7 separate regions of the Mus musculus genome follow, and all the other regions are linked to region 7. Evidence: chromatin contacts called from public promoter capture Hi-C data. All regions are on one chromosome and are shown on one strand. The core of a region is the stretch at or near the end of the contact, and the rest is flanking DNA. Distances in the headings are between cores, read along the strand shown.

Region 1 (2,700 bases), core at 177-2,676, 2.3 Mb after region 7:
GCCCCTTGGGTCACTCACTGGCCTGAACACTCTCCGTGCCAGGCCAAGGTCCAGCTGCTAGAGCCCAGGCCCACAGGACTACAGTCATGTCTGAGTCTGTCCACTCCACCTCCTGACACTGCACCCCACCCAGTCACCCACAGAAAGAGCCCGCTGTCCGGGCGTGAGGGTCAGCTCTGGTCATTTTGATATGACCACAGGTTTCCACACTGAACTTTGTCCCTCCCTCTCTTCAGGGCTGCGTTTATCACAGTGACAGCATCACGGTCTGGTTACTCATCAGTATACCCAGGACTGTTTTCCGATGCTACCTAGGGGACCTGGACATCTCCAGATCCCAACTCCTGGGTGCCTTAGTGGGGCAAAGACCCTGGGCACAGGCGCAAAAAACGGACCTTCCAATCCTGATCTCCTGCAGTCGCCCCTCCCTGTGGTTTTACTGAACCATGGCTCCCTGTCCCAGGGGCCTTGTATTACCCGAGGGCATCATCCCCCGACAGGCGGCCACCCTCTCCTCCACCTACCGCCCCATCCGGATCCCTGACGCCCTGCACTCACCCATGTTGACGAAGCTCATGACCAGGTCGGCACGGCCTAAGTGAGCCTGTGGTGGCCCGCCGTCGTCGTCATCGGTCATGGCGTGGTATAGGTCCAACATGAAGAGGGGCGCGGACGCTGGCTGCCGGGCAGCGGCGGGTTGTGCACGGGGTCGGGGCCGTCCCGGTAGCCCGAGCACCGCCAGGATTTCACGCTGCATGTCGCGGCGCTCGCGCGCTCCCAGGCGACGCTGGGGACAGGTGTGCGGGGGACGCGGACCGTGGCCGCCTCCCAGCGCGCACAGAGCAAGGCCCAATAGCCAGAGTGGCCCGGGACGCATAGCCATCTCGGACTTTCAGCCGGCGCGCATCCACTGGTAGCTGGTCGGGCTCGGGCGCTACGCCCAGACGGGGAGGACCAGACGGCGCACCTGTCGCTGGCAGCTTTACAGCAGCTGCTCACCACGCACTCGGCAGGCGATCGCCGCGTCGGTAGGTCCCTCAGAGCAACGTGGGCTCTCACGGCGCTGACTTGCGAGTGTCCGCAGGAGGACTTTGGTGGCAGCTCAGACCGCCGAGCGCTCTTCCTCGGCCCCGCCCCTTCCCCGACCAGCCAATGGGATCACGGGGGCGGGTCCGAGTGCGGAAAGACGCCTGGGGATGGTCGCACTACTACTTGTGCGCGAAGTGGTGGGAGCCGCCTGGTGCACCCGTAGGTGGGAACGAACGGGCTGAAGAGAGGCCTTTAAGGGTGTCTTGGGTCCCCATCCAGCTTCCGGGGCTCATACCTGGCTACACGAGGAGACATTGGGGCCTCTGAAGCAGGCACCAGGGTGGGATCCTGAGTCCCGGAGCAGCGGTAGGACCCGTAGTGTCTCACCTTCTGCTCTGGAAGTCTCTGCATGCGCCCCTAGTTCCGGCCGTCGGGGCGGGGCGGGTGCCAGCAGTGCAGCGAGGGTGGGGCACACATTCCGTTGCCAGCAGGAACCAGGGCCCAGCCCCCGCTACTCCTCCGCTCCAGACTTCTTCTTCACCCAGCGGTTCCCTTTGTAGATCCAACCCAGGATAGGGCTCTGAGCCTCCTGAAGTAGGGTCACCTTCGCTTATCTCATTTGTGACAACTCCCCAGGGGCTTGCAAGAAAGAGACCTTGCAAAAACTCCCTGACTGGTTCCGCCCCTTTATGCACTCCGGCCTCCCAAGGCGGCTGCCACAGCACTGATACAGACCATAAAGGTGTTGGTGTGGCTCAAGTGGAGCAGCGAAAGAGCTCCGGGAGGCTGGAAGGAATAGAACAGGAAAGACGGAAGTCAGTAGGAGGAAAGCACCCAGCAGAGGGACTGGCTGTGTCAAGACTGGGAGTGTCATAATGACAGGTAACAGGGCTTTCAGACCTATTAGTGTTTACAAGCCACTATAGGCACACAGCTGCCTCTTTTCCTTTTCTTCTTCCTTTTTTTACCCCTCTCTTTCTTTCTTAGCTTACACAAAGCAATTTATTAACAAAATAATTTTTGAGAAATTCTGTTCACAGATCACGATGATCCCCCTTCCTTCAAGTTCTGTCACACGGGATGGGAGTGACAACCTCAACCTGCCTAATCTTCACATTCCTGAACAAACAAGAGCGCTGAGGGTTGACTGGGCTCCAGATCCAGGGGGTCTTGGATCTGTTTCCACCTGCGGTCTGGAGTTTGATACGAGGGCAATGGCGCCCAGCTCCTTGCACCTCTGGTCCATATCGGTAACATCACTGAAGGATGTAAAGATACAGTAGACACCGAATACATTCTGTCCTTCAGCCACTTGAGGTCTAAGACCGATAGCTTGTTTTTTTCCTTCCCCTTGGGAGGTGCTATTTCTGAATGTCTTCTCCAGATTTCTATACCAGCCCTGCCCCGCTCTGAGGTAGGTTCTCACAATGTAGCATTGGCGGACCTGGAACTTGACCTATAGAACAGGCTGGCCTCAAACTCATAGATATGCCTGCCTATCCCTGCCTCTGGGATTATGGCATGTGCTACTGTGCCCCACAAAGGCTTAAAACAAAACAAAACAAACAAACAAACAAACAAAAAACCGGGAAACCTGAGTGCTAAGCACTTTACCTCAGGTCAGCCTTCATGTGGTTGTTTGGAATTGAATTTTTAGGACCTCTACTTGCT
Region 2 (2,700 bases), core at 176-2,675, 2.3 Mb after region 7:
ACTAAAGGCGTGCGCCACCACGCCCGGCTTTTTTTTTTTTTTTTTTAAAAGACCGGTCTCACTATGTAGCCCTGGCTGGCTTGGAACTTGCAATATCCATTTGGTTGGTCACAAATACTCAGGGGGGATCGGTCTCCCAAGTGCTGAGACTAAAGGTGTGAGTCACTACACCTAGCAAGGCTTCTTTATTTAATATAGTCACCAGAAATTATTCTCAGAGGTAAGGAGGGACTCTTACTTGTATACCATGGTAACCATGGCAACCATGGCATCTGCTGGGGGGGGAGCTCTGATTAGCCATTTATTGGAATGAATTGATTGATTAAATACTTATATTTCCTCAATTGTTTGCTTCAACCAGTAGACGAGTATCTGTCTAGCTTTTGCTAATTTCTGGTTTGAGTGAATATAAGGATAGAAAAAAAAATGGTCCCTGGCACTTATGGAGTAAGGAAATACTGCTATAACTCCACATATTTAGTCTCATGAGATAACATGATCTTCAAATGGTCAGTGAAACCTTCATTTGGGTAAAAAGTCAATGATTACCCTTCATCATCTAAGCGTAAACTCTTAACTAGCGTTTACATAGTAACAAAAACATTGTTTCACATGCACAGATGCATTCTCTTTGTGTTGTGCCATGAGTCGCCACGAGATGCCTTGTAAGGACATCACTAGAGATAGCTCCCTTATACAAGAACCATGAGCCCAAATACACCTTTCTTCTCCTCTTCTCCTTTTGCACAAACTAAGCTGTAGGCGTGCCACCAGAACAAAACAGGAGCGGACAGTCACGTTTTGTTTTATAAAAGCTTTGGCAAGATTTGTTCATCTTTTCAAAAACAGTCTCATCACCTAAGATACCACCACCATTTCTAATGACCTCCAAAATCCAACCTCAAGGTTATATGTTCTTAAAACTTTCGTATGTCTTACGTATTCAGCTCAACCATGTATTGGGCCACCTAGTAGCTGTACTTTAGCATCCCTTTGTGTAGATTTGGGCATTTCATGGATGTTTTAAACATTATACCTGCGTGTGGGTCTTGGGGAGGACATGACTCAATCCATACACTGCAGAAAGAGAATCATACAGGTGCGTGCTGCTGGTCCTCCAAACGCAAGGGGACGCTGTGACACCTTGCGGGCGGCTCCAGGTCACTCTGGTGTGACTGCCCCGCCTTGGGCCCCCGGGGCAGAGTGGGCGGGCACGACTGCGCCCAGGTCTCGAGGCGCCCTTCGACCAGCAGCGCCCGGGGCGGGAGGGTATAAATGGAGCGGTGGCGGCTCCAGCCGCCTCTCTCCGCCCCGGGTCGCAGCCATCAGTGTTGCGTTTGGGCTCAGCACGCCTGAAGCAGAAAAAAGAAAAAGCTTAAAAAAAACACAAAAGCCTCAAAAACCTTAAAAAAAAAAAAAAGAAAAGAAAAGAAGAGGAAAAAAAAAAGCAAAAGGGAAAAAAAGAAGAAAAAGAACCAGACAGCGACTTGTGCTGGGAGCCCGTGGGGAAGTGACTTTCACAGCTTCCGGCCTGCCTGTCCGTCAGCGTCTGTCTGTCCGTCCGGTGGTGAGCCATCCCCCTCGGCCCGGCCCGCCCCTGCACGCCTCTGCGCCGCGTGGCAGCCCCGCGCCCCGGCTGGCCGCACCACGTGTCCGCACTGCCCTTCGCCGGCACCCGCAAAGATTTGGTTTCCCCCTTCCTGGGCTGCTGTAACTGTAAACCGCCGGGAGTCCGGGGCCTATATTTATCACGAAACGCGTGTTCCCAAGGCGGCCGTGAGCGCAGCATCTGATTGCCTCTTGAAAATTTTTTGCCCCCTTTACGAGGGGATTTCCTACTTTAATTTTTATTTTTTAAGCCTCAAGCCAGGACAGCTGGAGAGTACAAACTCCAGGAGCGGGCCATATTGTTTTTGAGAGCCTTTTGTCTTGGGGCTTTTGCAGTCCCGTGCAAGTCGTCCCGCACACGGGTCCCGGCTCGGAGCCTCCCTGCTCCAGCCTTCTCCGGCGTCGCTGGTGCCACCTGTGCGCTGCGGCGCGTGCCATAGCTCCTCGGAGCCCCTTTTGTCCTGCAGTAGGCCTTGTTAGAAGTCCTCCTGGCGGGGCTCGGGGTCGTGGGGGGTGGGGAGATGAACGCTGCAGCCAGCAGCTACCCCATGGCCTCCTTATACGTGGGCGATTTGCACTCGGACGTCACCGAAGCCATGCTGTATGAAAAGTTTAGCCCTGCGGGGCCTGTGCTGTCCATCCGGGTCTGTCGCGATATGATCACCCGGCGCTCTCTGGGTTATGCCTACGTCAACTTCCAGCAGCCAGCTGACGGTGAGTAGTAGCGGTGTGCACACATTCGGGAGATTCCTGGGGACCTTGGGAATCCTGAAGGCGGAGGCCAAACTGCCAGGACCGGGGAACATAACAGCATGTTGCCTGAGAAGCCTTGGGTGGAAGCAAAATGAGCCAGGCATGTGGTCATGACCCTGGCTTCAGTCTCCCACCACTTGCTAACCTGATGACCTTGGGCTACTGGGTGGGGGTGGGGTAGAGCAGGGGTTGGAACCCAAGGAGATTTGTGTAATTCGGGATCCGAATAAAGGGACTTGGGTATTCTAGTGTGTCTAGCCCCACTCAGGTAGAAGTGGGTCTGGCACTCAGTGCATTGAAATGACACCTGAAAGTGTAGGTTGCAAAACTGGGGGCTCT
Region 3 (2,700 bases), core at 187-2,686, 2.1 Mb after region 7:
TTTAGCCTGTAGAAGGCTCTGGTTGCAATCCCCAGTACTGCAACGCAACACACACACACACACACACACACACACACACACACACACGAGAGAGAGAGAGAGAGAGAGAGAGAGAGAGAGAGAGAGAGAGAGAGCTCTACCCGCCTCCAGCATCAGCACCTAAGTCCATCCTCATTTCAACCTATCCTTGCCTTCAGTATCTTTGTTCTGTCTCACCTAGCCATTTTCAATGGTTAGTTGGCATATCCATTGTCTTTATGGGACTTTGAAATAGTATGGAAATTGACCTGTTGATTCGGTTATAAGACTAGTGTGTGCTTGAGGCACAACTGAAAGATTGCATTAAGGATTTAATTGACATTTAAATCTTTGAGGGGCTGGAGAGATGGCTCAGTGGTTAAGAGCACTGACTGCTCTTTCAGAGGTCCTGAGTTCAATTCCCAACAACCACACGATGGCTCACAACCATCCGTAATGGATTCTGATGCCCTCTTCTGGTGTGTCTGAAGACAGCGACAGTGTAGTCACAAACATCAAATAAATAAATAAATCTTTTTTTTTTTTTTAAACCGTTTAGGGGATCACATCAAGATGATTTTGGTGGTGTGATTTATTTGGAATATTATTTTGAATCCACGCTAAAGAATTCATAGTTGGTCAAAACCCTTATGTAGCGCACTGTCTGTTAAGCCCTTTAACGCATATCCCTCTTGGTAGCCTCTCCAGCAGCCAACCACCCAGTGCCTGAAGCTTTCTAGTTCCATTGTTGTGCGGCCTGAGGGAAGGTGTTTAAGCTCTGTGTGCCTGGGTTTCCCTCCCGGATACTCCAGAGTCAATCTGAGGTTGGATTAGCCAGCAGTGTGGTCTGTCTGGGCCTGGCAGAGAATAGCTTGGCGCACAGAACCAGCGCTCATCGGTGAAGGAGGCGTCTTCCCCGGACAGCGGGGAAGGCACCTAGCAGACAGGAGCGGCGGAGTCCGGGCCCTGGCAGCTTCTGGCGACAGAATGTGCCCCACCCTCGAGGCATGGTTGGCATCCGCCCCGCCCCGACGGCCAGTCCAATGGGCGCTTCCGGAGACATGTGGGGCCCACCCCAGCTCCCGGACTTGGGCGCTCTCCCAACTCTAAGCAATTCGCTCCAAGGTGCAGGTGTCTGCTTCAGAGACACCGACGTCTCCGCGCGGAGCCCGGAGTGTGCCCAGGCAGATGGATGGGGGCCCAGGACACCCATGATGGCTTCTCCCCGACCGGTGATACCTACCTCCGGGTCCCACTCGCTCCCTCCACCCCCACCTTTAGTAGTAGCGGTACAGACACCCTGTAGACGTGTGTCCGCGCTCGGGCCCGCCCCAGAGCCCCCATTGGTTGAGTTCACTAAGGGGAGGAGCCGAGGAAGCGCTCCGGGTTCTAGTCCCCGAAAGTCGGTCCTGCTCCGGACACTCGCTATTCCCTACCGCGCGGGCCCACGTTGCTCTGCGGGACCTACAGGCTGGGCTGCTGCCTGCGGAGCGCGTGGAGCGCAGTCGTCTTAGAGCTGCCCGCGACAGGTGCGAACTCGGGATCCGCGGCGCTGTCCCATCCTTGTCGTCGAGGCGTCGCTGGATGCGAGTCCGCTAAACGTCCGAGATGGCTGCGCGTCCGGGACTCCTATGGCTACTGGGCCTGGCTCTGTGCGTGTTGGGCGGCGGTCACCTCTCGCATCCCCCGCACGTCTTTCCCCAGCGTCGACTAGGAGTACGCGAGCCCCGCGACATGCAGCGCGAGATTCGGGAGGTGCTGGGGCTGCCGGGGCGGCCCCGATCCCGAGCACCGGTCGGGGCTGCCCAGCAGCCAGCGTCTGCGCCCCTCTTTATGTTGGACCTGTACCGTGCCATGACGGATGACAGTGGCGGTGGGACCCCGCAGCCTCACTTGGACCGTGCTGACCTGATTATGAGCTTTGTCAACATAGGTGAGTGTGCAGAGGGACCCAGGGTGTCCGCAGTCTCCACGTGGAGAGCGCATGGCTTCCTGTCTTGGAGGGACTATTCTAGCCATCTGACTGGGGATAGGCCTCTAGGAGCGTGAGGACCCTGCTTAGGGAATCGCTATGTGGCAGACTCATCACCCGGGAAGCAAGGACTACAGGGGTCAGGACTGGAAGGTCTGAGTGCTAGCGCAGGTTCCCCAGGCCTTGTCTCACCATGATGCCTAGGAGTAGTTATCTGGTGATGCCCAGGTCCCCTAGGTGGCACCGGAAGTCAGTCCTGGGGAGACTGATGAGTAAATGATGCTGTCACTGTGATAAAAGCAGCCCTGAAGAGAGGGACAAAGTTCAGTGTGGAAACCTGTGGTCATATCAAAGTGACCAGAGCTGACCCTCACGCCCGGATGGCGGGCTCTTTCTGTGTAGTAGGAACTGGTGGGTGGGGTGCAGTGTCAGGAGGTGGAGTGGACAGACTCAGACATGACTGTAGTCCTGTGGGCCTGGGCCCTAGCAGCTGGACCTTGGCCTGGCACGGAGAGTGTTCAGGCCAGTGAGTGACCCAAGGGGCAGCTGTGAGTCCATTCTCCCGAAGCGTGGCTCCTCCTTTCTCCAGGGACCTGTAGACATCAGGACCACTTTCTCCTACGAGTCTTAAAGGTCTTTTCCCCAAAACTTTTATCTGTAGCCATAAGCATTTACTGTTGGTTCAGTCCCTACCTGCTTTGCTCCTGTCT
Region 4 (2,700 bases), core at 116-2,615, 2.0 Mb after region 7:
GGGTTAAAAACCGCTTTTTGAGCAGTAAGTCCCACTTTTCTTCTCATCTTCTGGATCCTTTTTAACAGAGTATTGATCTGTCCTAAGAATTGGACCCCAAGGTCTTTTGCATAGATGGTTATTGGGGGTGTTTTCTAATGATGTCTCAGGGGGAAAAAGAGAAACAATTTAAGTTTCCATTGAAGATGTGTCTTCACCCTGGAACAGATGGTGGTGGCTACAACAGATTGTAAGAGCAGCATAGCAATGTGTGAGCAGACTAGGTGTTCAGATCTGATTCTGTCTTCAGTTTTGTACCTGAAGAGCAGGCAGAAAGCTGCAGGGAACTTTCCCAGTTAAAGTGGGGCCTGGGTCTGGTGATCTTTACTAAAAAGAGCAAAATGAAATGTTTCTCCTTGCTTTATTTTTGTGATCATATACATGGTACTTGACTTGCTTCAAAGGAAACTTTAATGGGATAGAACGTTTTTAGGGGAGGAAGGTTTCAAGACAGTGTTTCCCTGTATAACATCTCTGGCTGTCCTGGAACTTGATGTATAGACCAGGCTGGCCTTGGACTCACAGTGATCCACCTGCCTCTGCCTCCCAAGTCCTGGGATTAAAGGTGTGCGCCACCACGTCCAGACTTGGACAGAGCTTTAAGGGAGAGAGAAGGAAAGTCTCATACTGTGTCTTTGGCACTAAATTTAGTGCTATATATAGTTGAAGTGAGGCTTCAAGGTGAAGGTAATTGTTTTACAGATAAGAACATGAAGACCTTCACCCCTGGCTAGTAGGCAAGAGAGCCCAAACACAGGCCTGACTCTTAAGTGTAGGCTCATGTTTCATTAAGCTATGCCCTTGGCTACCCGGCATTCATATCGGCCCTCAGGTCCCCAGTGGTATGCTTATGAGCTAAAAGGAGATTAATTTAAGTGTAGTGAAACTCCACTTTTATCTTGTGGACACTTTGGAAATACACTTCTGAATCATCTCCAGTTTACTTTTTGCCAGTAGAGTTCTGCTTTCAGTTATAGGTTAGGCCAGCTGAAGCCTCTGCCCCTGGCCTTTGGTGCCTTTGACCATGTACACCTTAGTGTATGGTGTCACTTCCTTCAGTTTACCCTTTGCCTCCTGTCTTGATACATAGATGGGTCCCATCTTAGTTTCAGCTGAACTTGATGTTCACAGATCTCAAGTACTTCCCTTCCCATGTCTGACAGTAAGTCTGAAACAGAAGCTTTTTGTAATGATTTAGAAGTTCCTCTTGTTGTAAGGCAATAGTAACTCCGGTCTCTGAGGCTGGAGGGGTTAATGGCACCTCATTCTGTGCAGGCTCAATCCTGGTGCCAGAGTGAAAGGCACAGCTGCCCTGTAAGTCAGGAGCCACATTTGATTGGCCAGGACTAGTCTGCTGGGATATGGCCTGGCAGAGAGCCAGAGGGACTTCCCCACCCCAGCTTGGCCTTGGACCCAAGCCAGAAATAGCAGCTGGGAGCCGAGAACTTGTTGAAAGGTGCTTAGACAGGGCACAGAAGCCCAACAAAGGACTTAGAGGAGAAAGGGAAATGTAGAGTGGCCTAGAAACAGGTGCAGAGCTTGACTAAGGCCAGGTGTGCTGTGGGTGCTGCCTGCGCTCTCCTGGTCTCACCTTTCCATGTGGCGGCAGGTGTAGGCCAGTCCGGTCTATGGAGAATCTTATTTGTGGTTGGCACACTCAAAAGGCCAGCACCTGCCAGCCGTTGGCATCTTGATGCCTTTGATATTTTTTTGTCTATGGGACAATGCTTCTTGCCTTCAGGTAACTAACTTCACCTAGCTGTGGAAGGCAGTCTAGTGTGGCTGTGGAATGCAGAGGCGAACTGTAGCTAAAGTATTACAGCACGGTTGATGTGCTCAGATGCGTGGGGTCTTTTCCTTCTCCCTCCAGTCTCATGTCTGTTCGGAAGTATTTACCGCAGAGTGGGCTTTCATCCTTTATATATGGTTCTTAAAAAAGGTGTTCGGAAACCTGGTGTTGTACTACATGGCTGTAATCCCATCACTTAGAAGGTAGAGAGGCAGGAGGGTCTGGGCTCTAAGACCTAACTCAGGTGCATAGTGAGTTTGAGGATAGTCAGGGCTGGGCCACATGACTCTCTGACACTCCTCCCCAAGAGCATGGAGGGCAGGGTGAGATTTAACTAGATCAGCCCCAAGGCTAATAGAGTAGGCACTTACTCAAACCTCTTAGCTTAGTTCCTCCTATAAAGTACTGTCTTTGTATCACAGTAGCCCACCTAGTACTCACCAGAGCTGTTACTCCGTTTTGATTTCCTTACGGATCGAAGACTCTGCACCTAAGTCCCTGTTTACATGGTCATTCGTGTTTCCTGCCTGTGAGTCAGGCTATGGGTCTTTGAGGTTGTGGCTCATATTTATAGTAGAATCATAGCATAGTCAGAGTGTCACTCCTTTGGCCCCGTGCATTCTGCTTGAGGGTTTTAAGAGTCTTAGAAACAGAAGAGATTGGAACTTGTAGGCCAGACTTTCACAACTTTTCTTTGTCGTCATTAGGACCTGGGCCCAGTGTCCCCCCGGTATATGGCTTAGAAGTATCTGATGTTTCCAAGTGGGAGGAGTCTGTTCTGGAACCTGCTCTCAATATAGTACAAAGTTTCATCCAGGTGACTATTAAGGAGGCATGGCCTATGATCAGGTTTGCAGAGTCTTGTCTTTTAC
Region 5 (2,700 bases), core at 122-2,621, 2.2 Mb after region 7:
TGCAACCCCAGAGAGAAGGCATATCCAGCTGCTAGAACGGGACAGCGCAACTGGCTTAAGAGGAAATGGATAGCTCTCATAAGGAAGACGCGGGTCCTACTGGTTTCCCCTGGCTGTGCTTTGTTTGGGAGTTTCTAAGACCAAATCTCCAAAAACCGGTTCTTTGCCTGTCCTTAGTCCCCCAAACAGCGCTCATCTCCACCATTTGCTGCCTGGACAGAAATCCGGCCTCTTCTGCATCTGCAATCCCATTTAACCAATCCCCCACGCGTCCCGCCCCCACTTTTGGTAGATCCCTTGAAGTCCCTCCTCCGCACGTGGCCCAGCCCAGGGATCTCTGCTCCCCTTTCGCCCTGAGTTTGGCGTTAGAGCTCTTTCCCACCACCTTGGGTTGTGAGCTCTCAGACACCAGTACATCCGTGGCGACTGAGCGGGCTGTGACGAGACCCCCAAGTGCGGAAAGGAGGTGTTTTCGCCTCCCTGAAACCTTCCAGACCCGTTCAGTGTAAACCGCCTCTGGTTTGTGTCAACATCCGAGGCCGGAGACTGGCGGCGGCTGGGAACCGGCTCCATCTAAGCGACGGGAATGCGGGAGGGTGGGGAATGGAGCAATGCTTGGCGTACTGTAAAGGCTCCTTCTGGAGGAGAACCAACAAGTCTTTTTAGGGGTCCTCGAGAAGTAAGGATAGAGCCTGACAAGAGATCTGACTTAGAGTTGTGGGGGTGGCTGGAGGGAGCCCACGCCCTCGTGTGTCTAGGTAGAGGATACTTCCACATCCACCCAGCTCGTGCCGCACCCACCCTCCCCTCTGCTAAACGGCGGGAGAGGAGTGGGTGTGGAGGGGCACTGGTGCAAAGCCGCGAGTTCTTGACCACCCCATCTCCCCTTTTCCACCTTGCCACTCCGCAGCTCCTCATTGATCCCCTCCAGGTACGGGCAGGACAAGAGACGGGGTCGCATCTTATGAATCACCCCCTATCTTACCCCCACCCCCGCTGGGGCCCAGGAAGAGAAGGCTTAGAAATTCAACTGTGGTTCTTCTGTTCCCATAGCAACGGTGCGGTTGTTTTTTGCGAATCCACTTTAATCATCGGTACTTTTCGCTCCAAACTGTGACCCAGGCTCTGAGCCTCAGGGTTGAGGAACAGATGGGGGTACAGCCCTCTACAATCCTGGCGACTCCGGGAAGGTCAGCGCGGGCGGACGGGCGGGGCGCGCTCTTGTGGTAGCCTAGACTCACAGGCCACCCCATCCCCACCTGAAACCCTGCCTGTCACTCGGTGCCAGCCGAACCAATCGATGTCCAAAGTTGCTGAGAGGAGGCGGGTCTTATGCAAATCGTGTCGCCTTCGAGAAGCAAATAGTGATACAAGAACTGGGGAGGCGGCTCCGACGCGGACCCTACAGAGCCTGTCGTCCGCCTGATAGCCAGCCTTGTCCCCGCGGCCGCCCAAGCTCGGAGCCATCTAGCGACTCGGCGAGCGGCCTCAGGTAATGAGGGTGGGGCCGGGCCCTAGAAGCAACCTCGCGGGGCGGAGGCCCTGAGCCCCTCCTCCTCCGCCTTCCACTCCCATCCTCATCTGCTCAGATCCATCTTTCTGACCCTGGGTCTGTCATAGGTGGACAGCCATCTGGGAAGCCCGCCTTGGGCCAGGAACTTTCACTTCAAGCCGGGTCTCCAGTTCAAGAAGGAGGTACAGCTGCCTCCTTACCCCCAGCTCAGGTAAGAACAACCATTCCTCTGGCTCCAGTGCAAACACACGCGCACGCGCGCGCACACACACACACACACACACACACACTCTTACTTGGGGGTGTGTGGTGTCACTGGTGCTAGAAGAGAGGTTTCAGTCACCCTGTGTTCTCTTGCCTCTAGAACCAAGCCTCATGGAAACCTCTACTTGGAGGTAGCCCACACCGACACCAATAGTTCACTGTCATTCCCATCTCAGGGTCTTGTTCCCCAAAAGACCTCGATAGCAAATTCATTCTCTGACTACACTCTCTCTGCCCCTTATGCTGACAGCTCACAGCATACCTAAGGAAAGGATGAAGACCCCTGAGGCTCCTACTCCAGACCCATTCACCATCTCCCTTCTAGTAGCCTCCCAACTAGACAGGGGTTCCACACTCTTCTTCCTTTATCTTGCTTGGAGCATAAACCAGGGTTGCTCCTCCCAGAAGACCACCCCATAGCTCTAGCCTTTAAACCTCATCATCCCTCACACAGGAACGCACCAGGTCCTCTCTCTGTAACCCGGTCTTCTCTGTTCCTTTTGTGCCTGTTGCTCCCTCTCTCGGCTTCCTGTTGTTTGCAGAGATGAAGCCAAAGATGAGTCCATGTGGGCTCATTTTCTCCTTTCCCTATGTCTGAATGAGAAAGCAGAAGAGTGCAAGCCTTGCCTTCGCCTCGATCTCTGCTTGACTTTAGCCAAGGCTTTTCCCTCTCAGATTCTTCATGAGATAGGCAAAGAGCAGGACAGAGGAGGGTTCGATGAGATGGTCTTGAGTAGCCTTCCAGGTCTGACATATTCTGGTTCCACAGCTGATTACAGGAGAACAAAGCCCTGTTCAAACCATTAGGATATTTCTCAGAGGAGACCTGAGAGGCCCCATCCATCACTGTAGGGACATCCTTTTCACTCAGGCCAAGGTTCAGGCTACTCCCTCCTACATATCCTACAGCCTCATTCTCTTAG
Region 6 (2,700 bases), core at 39-2,538, 2.2 Mb after region 7:
CTTACCTTCCCCTGCAAATCTGCCAGCCCTTTCTCTCTCAGCCAATCACATAGAGCAAACAAGTATCTGCCTTTCTAGGAAATGCCTAGTGCACACATTGGGCACTCTTCACACTGGTTGAGGTTCTCACTGTTTTGGCAGGTGCCCACAGAAATTATGTGAGTGCTGAGGGCATTTGGAACAGGAGAATTGGTGCTTGCGGCTGCGGTGGCCAGCAGAGTTTCCTGATGGCGACCGTTCATGCCAGTCCTATCTGGTCATCTATGAGCATGATAAGTTTCTGTGCTTGGCCAAGTGGTTACGTGTGGGTCTGAGTGGCAAGAGGCCTGTTCTTTCCCATCAGGAAGTATCTGCAAGCAGAGCTGACTATGGTGAAAGTGTGTGTAGTCAGCTTCAGGTGACCAACCCCACTTCCCTACACCAAAAGCTGGCTTTCTTTTGTGCCTGTCCCAGTGAGCAGAACAAAGGGAGAGGACTCCTCTGGTGCCCTGCCCACCACACCCACCTCCACCATCTCCCTGCCGCCCCTGCAAGAAGTTTGCTCTCCTCCCTCAGCTTCCCTCTGCACTTCTCTGCGTACGATGACCTGGGAGGATGGCAGCTGAATCTCTAGGCACAAGGACAGGAACTCTCACTGACTAAATAGTTGTCTGTGGTCAGACAGGCTCCCCCAGAAAGAGAAGCCGAAGGCTCCTTTCCTCTCTTCCTCTCCCTGGTGCCTGCCAGGACAGCTGTCATTAAATGAACTGGGGTGACTCCCAGGGATACCCCACCAACCACCACACCCTACCTACCTTCTCCATTCCTGTGCTCCCTCCCACAAGTCAGAAGCTCAAAGATCTTGGCCACTGTAAAGTCAGCACTTGGGATGCAGAGGCAGGAGGGTCAGGGATCAGTAGTTCAAGGTCATCTTCTGCTACACATCAAGTTCAATGCCACTTTGGGTTCTATGACCCTGTCTCCCCTCCTCCAGCCTTCTCAGCTGGCAAGCAGCAGCCACCCCTTTGGGGGTTCACCAAAGGACTTCGAAGTTCTGAGCATCCCACAGTGCACGTAGCTTCCCCAATACACACACACACACACACACACACCACAAACTTTGGTCCCCTATAGAAGGAGTGACTGAAGAATTACTTCCAAGGGGTCACAGGCACCCCCAGTAACCTTTCCAAACCTATCTGCCCTCCCTGCATGCCCTGGAGCAGGAAGGTACAGGTCTGACCCTTATAAAAAGCTGAGGCACTGCAAAGCGAAGTCTGTCGCACAGAACTAGGGACAGATCCGGATTCTCTGGGCTTCCCCGTGGGGCCTCCCAGGGCACCTGCCCAAGGCCACCCAGAGCGCCAGCCCAGGCAGCGCCGGTGGAGCGGAGCCGGACCTCCCAGCGGCCGATGGGGGCGGTGACCGCCCGGGGCCTTCCCACGGTTCGGTGGCGCGTCACCGCGGGGGCGAGGGGGCGCCGGGGCGCCCCGGGCTGCGGTGCAGGAAAGGGCCCTGGGAAAGGGCGGCGTCGGCTCCCGGGCCGGGGCGGGGCTGAGGCGGGGCCCAACAACCAACTCCAGGGATCGCAGGGCTGGGACCCCGCAGCCAGCTTTCGGCATGAAGCGGCCCAGGGCGCCCAGTGGCTCCGACGGCGAGTCTGATGGACCCATCGATGTGGGTCAAGAGAACGATCTTAGGTAAGACAGGGTGGAGCGAGGGCCGTCCGGGGGTGAGAAAGTCCAGCACACTCAAGTTTGTGCGCAGCCCTCAGGTGTCAGCCAAGATGCGGGGGCGTGTGCAGCGACTCCAGTGCGTCCATAGCACCAATGCGGCAGATTCCTGAGTACCCTGAACCATAACACCCTGAACCAACTATGGTTCAGGGAGCTGGGATGGGAGGACAGTTCAGCTGGAGGATATTCTGTCGTTTGGCTACCCCCAGGGACGCCCCTGAGAAGTTTTCCTGCAGACCTAGGAAACCTTCATAGATGTAGATACCGCATTCCATTGCCCATAGTTTGTCTACTATGAAGACTTCTGTACTTTTCCAATTTCACTCTTCTTTGGGAACAGTTTTCACATAGTACACAAAAGGACTGGGGGCTGTGTCCTTTTCGCTTTGAGCATACTGGGATTTGTGTTTAGGTACTGAGGGAAATAATAGCCAACTTGCAAAAGCCTAGACTCCAATCTTCAGCACCCCTTCCACCAAACCACCAAGCCGCCAATGCAGTTTCTTTTTTGTTAAATAATCTAACTTCTAACCTGTGGAACAAACTGAACTTGTACAATCCTTGCTACCTATCAGCTCGGTGACTCCATAAGCTTCAGTTTTCTGGTCTATAAAATGGGTATACATGATGAAGCTAGCTTCATAGCGGGTGTAGACATCAAACGGAAGAATGTCAAGGCCTTAGCAGTAGTTCATGGTGAGTGCTTAGTGGTGTCAGGCTCTAAGTCTCCAGGCCTTGCCACCCAGCCCACAACCGCCACCAACTCACCTTAGAGCTTTTCCTTTCCTTCCCTTTCTTCTTTCCATTCTTCCTCCCCCTCCTCTTCTTCCTTCTTCCTTTTTCTTCATCCACTGCTAGGGATTGGATCCAGATCCTGGTGCATGCTACCCAAGTGCCCTGTCACCATGCAGTTCTGAGCCTTCGGTTCCCCTGCCTAGGCCTGTTTCCACATAGAGAAGAGGATGCGAATGGAAAGAAAAGGAAC
Region 7 (2,700 bases), core at 70-2,569:
TGAACCTTTACAGACACAGAAAACAAAGGCTAAGTGGTTGTGGCCAATTTCTATTTCCTCTCTAAAGGTGTAATCACCAGGGAAATAACGAATTGGGGGAATTCCTTGCTTCCTTTTCTCCCTGCTTGAACGGGTCCTGCACTACAGTCCAGGTCTGCTAGTTTCGCTCACCACACACGCATGAGGCCTCCACAACCCAGGCTAGACTACCTAGAAATCCGCACTGTGTCACTGCATAAGGTAGCTGTTTCTCAGTGCACACGACCTGGGTGAAGAAAGCCACCTAAGCACTCGGTCTGAGCTCAACAAGGTGGTAAAATGACAGGAGCTGCTAACGACATAGCAGACAGCAAGGAATGCCACCTTTAAATATCATTTCGACAGTTTTTCTCTTAGTCATCTCACCTTCCTCCTCGTCACCCCCACCGCCACCCCCACCACACTGCAGCTCACCCACAGCTTTGCCAAGTAAAAGGCTGCCAGCTCTGCATGACAGCGAGCCCAGAAGCCATTCAGAGTCTGCAACATAGACAGTCTCACCTGAACACACCGGGCAACCCCACCCCCCACTATATCATCCCCACTTCGCTGACACACACACACACACACACACACACACACACACACACACTCGCCCACACCAAACCCCAAGTCCCAAGCCCGAGGAAACCCAGCAAGCTCATGAGCGAGGGTGGCTCGCGTGGTCATACGAAGAGGACTCGCCCTGAGCTCCAGAACCCCCTCCCCACTCAGGCCATCGCAGCTCATCGCCACGCCGCCGCCCCGCAGCTGGCCCCCCGCCGGCGCCCCGGATGCGTTACCTTTGGACTGGCAGTCAGCACAGAACTTGTTATCTTCCTCCAGCAGCAGGTTGGCCAGGACCGCCTGGTACCGATCCACGTCCTTCACCGACTTGCCTGTCATGGCCAGGGTGCCGGCGGGGGCAGAGGGCGACGCGCCCCCTGCACCCCCCAAGAACCCCTGCCTCTGTCCGGGGCTGAGGCCTTGGGGTCCCCGCCCAGGCGGTCCTCTCGCCCGGCCCGGAGCAGCCCCGGGGTCAGAGCCGTCAGCGCCCCCGCCCCGCAGCCCCTCAGCCCCTCAGCGCGGCGCCCCCTGGCGGGCTTCGGGCAAGGCAGGGACTCGCGGAGGCTGCGGGACCCCAGAAGTGGCCTAGGTGGAGCGAGCTCCCGGCTTCAGGCGTGCGGGACGCACACTTGACCCCGAGTGTTGAGGGTCTGCCCGCTGTGCTTCCCGCCTCGGTTTCCCTGGCAGCTGCGACCAGCTCAGCCGCCACCTCCACCGCCTACTTCCGGCAGCTCTTCCTCTCCTCCTCCACCCAGCCCAACCCGCGCATGCGCCCCGCCCACCGCGCTGCACTGGGCTCTCCCCTTGGCTCCGCCTCCTAGGAACCAATCCGGGAAGAGCCGGGGGCGGGGCTTAGGTGGAAGCGGCGGGAGGGAGGACACGCCCCCTGCGTGCCCTTGGAAAAGAATGAATGAAGCCGGGTGGAGAGGGAGGAGAGTGAAGAGAATAAAGTGAAGGGAACGACCAACATTTACAGAGCTCATACTGTGTGCCATGTACTGCTCTAAGCGCTTTCTATCAATTATCACAGTATGCTCTTCACAGCAACCTTTATAAGATGTGTGTTTATTATCCTTATATAATACAAGGGTTGTGGCTATCCCAGACTCCTTTAGGTTAGTCTTTCCTTCAAGAGACAAAAGGACTCACCCTCTGACCCGAGTTAAAGAGACATTACACCCTCCCTCGTGATCACTTCTAACTTGGAATGCCTCCTGCCGCTGATATACATTAGTCTTCTCTGTGACTACTGCCCTTTTTGAGCATCGCTCTGACTAGTGTCTAGGCAGAACTTTTCTTTCCTTTAAAAAAAATTTTTTTTTGAACAGGTTCTTCCTAAGTAGCCCTTGGTGGCCTGGAACTTTATATTGTAGATTAGGATAGCCTCGAACTAACAGAGAACTGCCTCCAAAGTGCTGGGATTAAAGGTATGTGCCACCATACCTAGCCTCCTTTACTTGCGTGTGTGTGCATGCGTGCGTGTGTGAGTGCGTACGTGTGCGTGTGCGTGTGCGTGCGTGCGTGCGTGCGTGCGTGCGTGCGTGTGTGTGTGTGTGTGTGTGTGTGTGTGTGTGTGTGTAGGTGTCCAAGGAGGCCAGAAGAGGGCATTGCAGTACCTGAAGCTGGAGTTTCAGCTGATGGATGAGGGTGTGTGATGTGGGTGTTGGGGAAGGAACCAGGGTCCTATGAGAGATTACCAAACTCTCTCACCTGCTGAGCCATCTCTCAGGTTGTTTGGGGGAGAGCCAGTTATAGGGTAACATGGAATAAGCAGCTACTTAAAAATGGTTATTAGGTATTATTTTCCAAAGCCTCTCTTGTTACAAATAGTGTCTTGAACCCACGGCCATCTTCCTGTGTATGCATTCCGTCCCTTCACTCATCAAATTCTTAAAAGAGACTGAGAAAAAACAGGATGTGCTAAAGGGGAAGAGAACGCTACTTCCTGATATTTGCTCTTAAGGGATTCTTCTGAAGGCTAGAGTAATAGACCAGGGAGGCCAGCAAGACAAAGTGTTTATTTGCCTCTAAGACAGCAGTCTTGTTCATCTCTACTTTCTCCCAAGACCAGGCTCCCCTCAAAATGTTTATATTATATATTTATTTATTATATAT

The links. Promoter capture Hi-C pulls out the DNA fragments that hold promoters and counts their contacts.
Region 1: a promoter capture Hi-C map of pre-B cells shows a contact between it and region 7. The contact joins the promoter of Bmp8a here to the promoter of Smap2 in region 7. A contact is called at or near these places in 3 of 39 promoter capture datasets (cranial neural crest, hippocampal neurons and pre-B cells) and 1 of 115 datasets of contacts at active chromatin or transcription factors (large pre-B cells).
Region 2: a contact with region 7 is called in a promoter capture Hi-C map of pre-B cells, with 8 times the contacts expected there. The contact joins the promoter of Pabpc4 here to the promoter of Smap2 in region 7. A contact is called at or near these places in 3 of 39 promoter capture datasets (cranial neural crest, frontonasal cranial neural crest and pre-B cells) and 1 of 115 datasets of contacts at active chromatin or transcription factors (large pre-B cells).
Region 3: a contact with region 7 is called in a promoter capture Hi-C map of cranial neural crest. The contact joins the promoter of Bmp8b here to the promoter of Smap2 in region 7. A contact is called at or near these places in 7 of 39 promoter capture datasets (cranial neural crest, frontonasal cranial neural crest, liver and 3 more) and 1 of 115 datasets of contacts at active chromatin or transcription factors (stem cell-derived neural progenitor cells).
Region 4: a promoter capture Hi-C map of hippocampal neurons shows a contact between it and region 7, with 5 times the contacts expected there. The contact joins the enhancer-like site here to the promoter of Smap2 in region 7. A contact is called at or near these places in 9 of 39 promoter capture datasets (3T3-L1-derived adipocytes, cranial neural crest, embryonic stem cells and 6 more) and 1 of 115 datasets of contacts at active chromatin or transcription factors (astrocytes).
Region 5: a promoter capture Hi-C map of second pharyngeal arch cranial neural crest shows a contact between it and region 7. The contact joins the promoter of Hpcal4 here to the promoter of Smap2 in region 7. A contact is called at or near these places in 5 of 39 promoter capture datasets (cranial neural crest, frontonasal cranial neural crest, hippocampal neurons and 2 more) and 4 of 115 datasets of contacts at active chromatin or transcription factors (astrocytes, bone marrow-derived dendritic cells, embryonic stem cells and 1 more).
Region 6: a promoter capture Hi-C map of pre-B cells shows a contact between it and region 7. The contact joins the promoter of Heyl here to the promoter of Smap2 in region 7. A contact is called at or near these places in 4 of 39 promoter capture datasets (cranial neural crest, hippocampal neurons, pre-B cells and 1 more) and 3 of 115 datasets of contacts at active chromatin or transcription factors (astrocytes, embryonic stem cells and stem cell-derived neural progenitor cells).

Annotation. Positions count from the first base shown.
Region 1 is chr4:123,341,826-123,344,525 of GRCm38.p6, forward strand. Bmp8a (bone morphogenetic protein 8a) reads right to left here and starts at 1,427. Exons shown (of 7, transcript NM_007558.3): 1 at 559-1,427. The coding sequence starts at 883.
Region 2 is chr4:123,281,486-123,284,185 of GRCm38.p6, forward strand. It overlaps Pabpc4 (poly(A) binding protein, cytoplasmic 4), which reads left to right and starts at 1,426. Exons shown (of 15, transcript NM_130881.3): 1 at 1,426-2,322. The coding sequence starts at 2,130.
Region 3 is chr4:123,103,725-123,106,424 of GRCm38.p6, forward strand. Bmp8b (bone morphogenetic protein 8b) reads left to right here and starts at 1,437. Exons shown (of 7, transcript NM_007559.5): 1 at 1,437-1,951. The coding sequence starts at 1,627.
Region 4 is chr4:123,049,531-123,052,230 of GRCm38.p6, forward strand. Trit1 (tRNA isopentenyltransferase 1) reads left to right here. Exons shown (of 11, transcript NM_025873.3): 8 at 1-24; 9 at 2,536-2,645. Among named protein-coding and RNA genes, the nearest start is that of Gm46868, 30 kb to the right of the region's middle. Within about 2 kb of position 1,366, at least 147 of the 459 cell types and tissues checked have an H3K27ac peak or open chromatin away from gene starts, as enhancers often do. A contact at or near this core is called in hippocampal neurons, where this site is marked.
Region 5 is chr4:123,182,133-123,184,832 of GRCm38.p6, forward strand. Hpcal4 (hippocalcin-like 4) reads left to right here and starts at 1,372. Exons shown (of 5, transcript NM_174998.4): 1 at 1,372-1,492; 2 at 1,621-1,724.
Region 6 is chr4:123,232,268-123,234,967 of GRCm38.p6, forward strand. It overlaps Heyl (hairy/enhancer-of-split related with YRPW motif-like), which reads left to right and starts at 1,289. Exons shown (of 5, transcript NM_013905.3): 1 at 1,289-1,679. The coding sequence starts at 1,600.
Region 7 is chr4:121,015,928-121,018,627 of GRCm38.p6, forward strand. Smap2 (small ArfGAP 2) reads right to left here and starts at 1,320. Exons shown (of 10, transcript NM_133716.3): 1 at 822-1,320. The coding sequence starts at 924.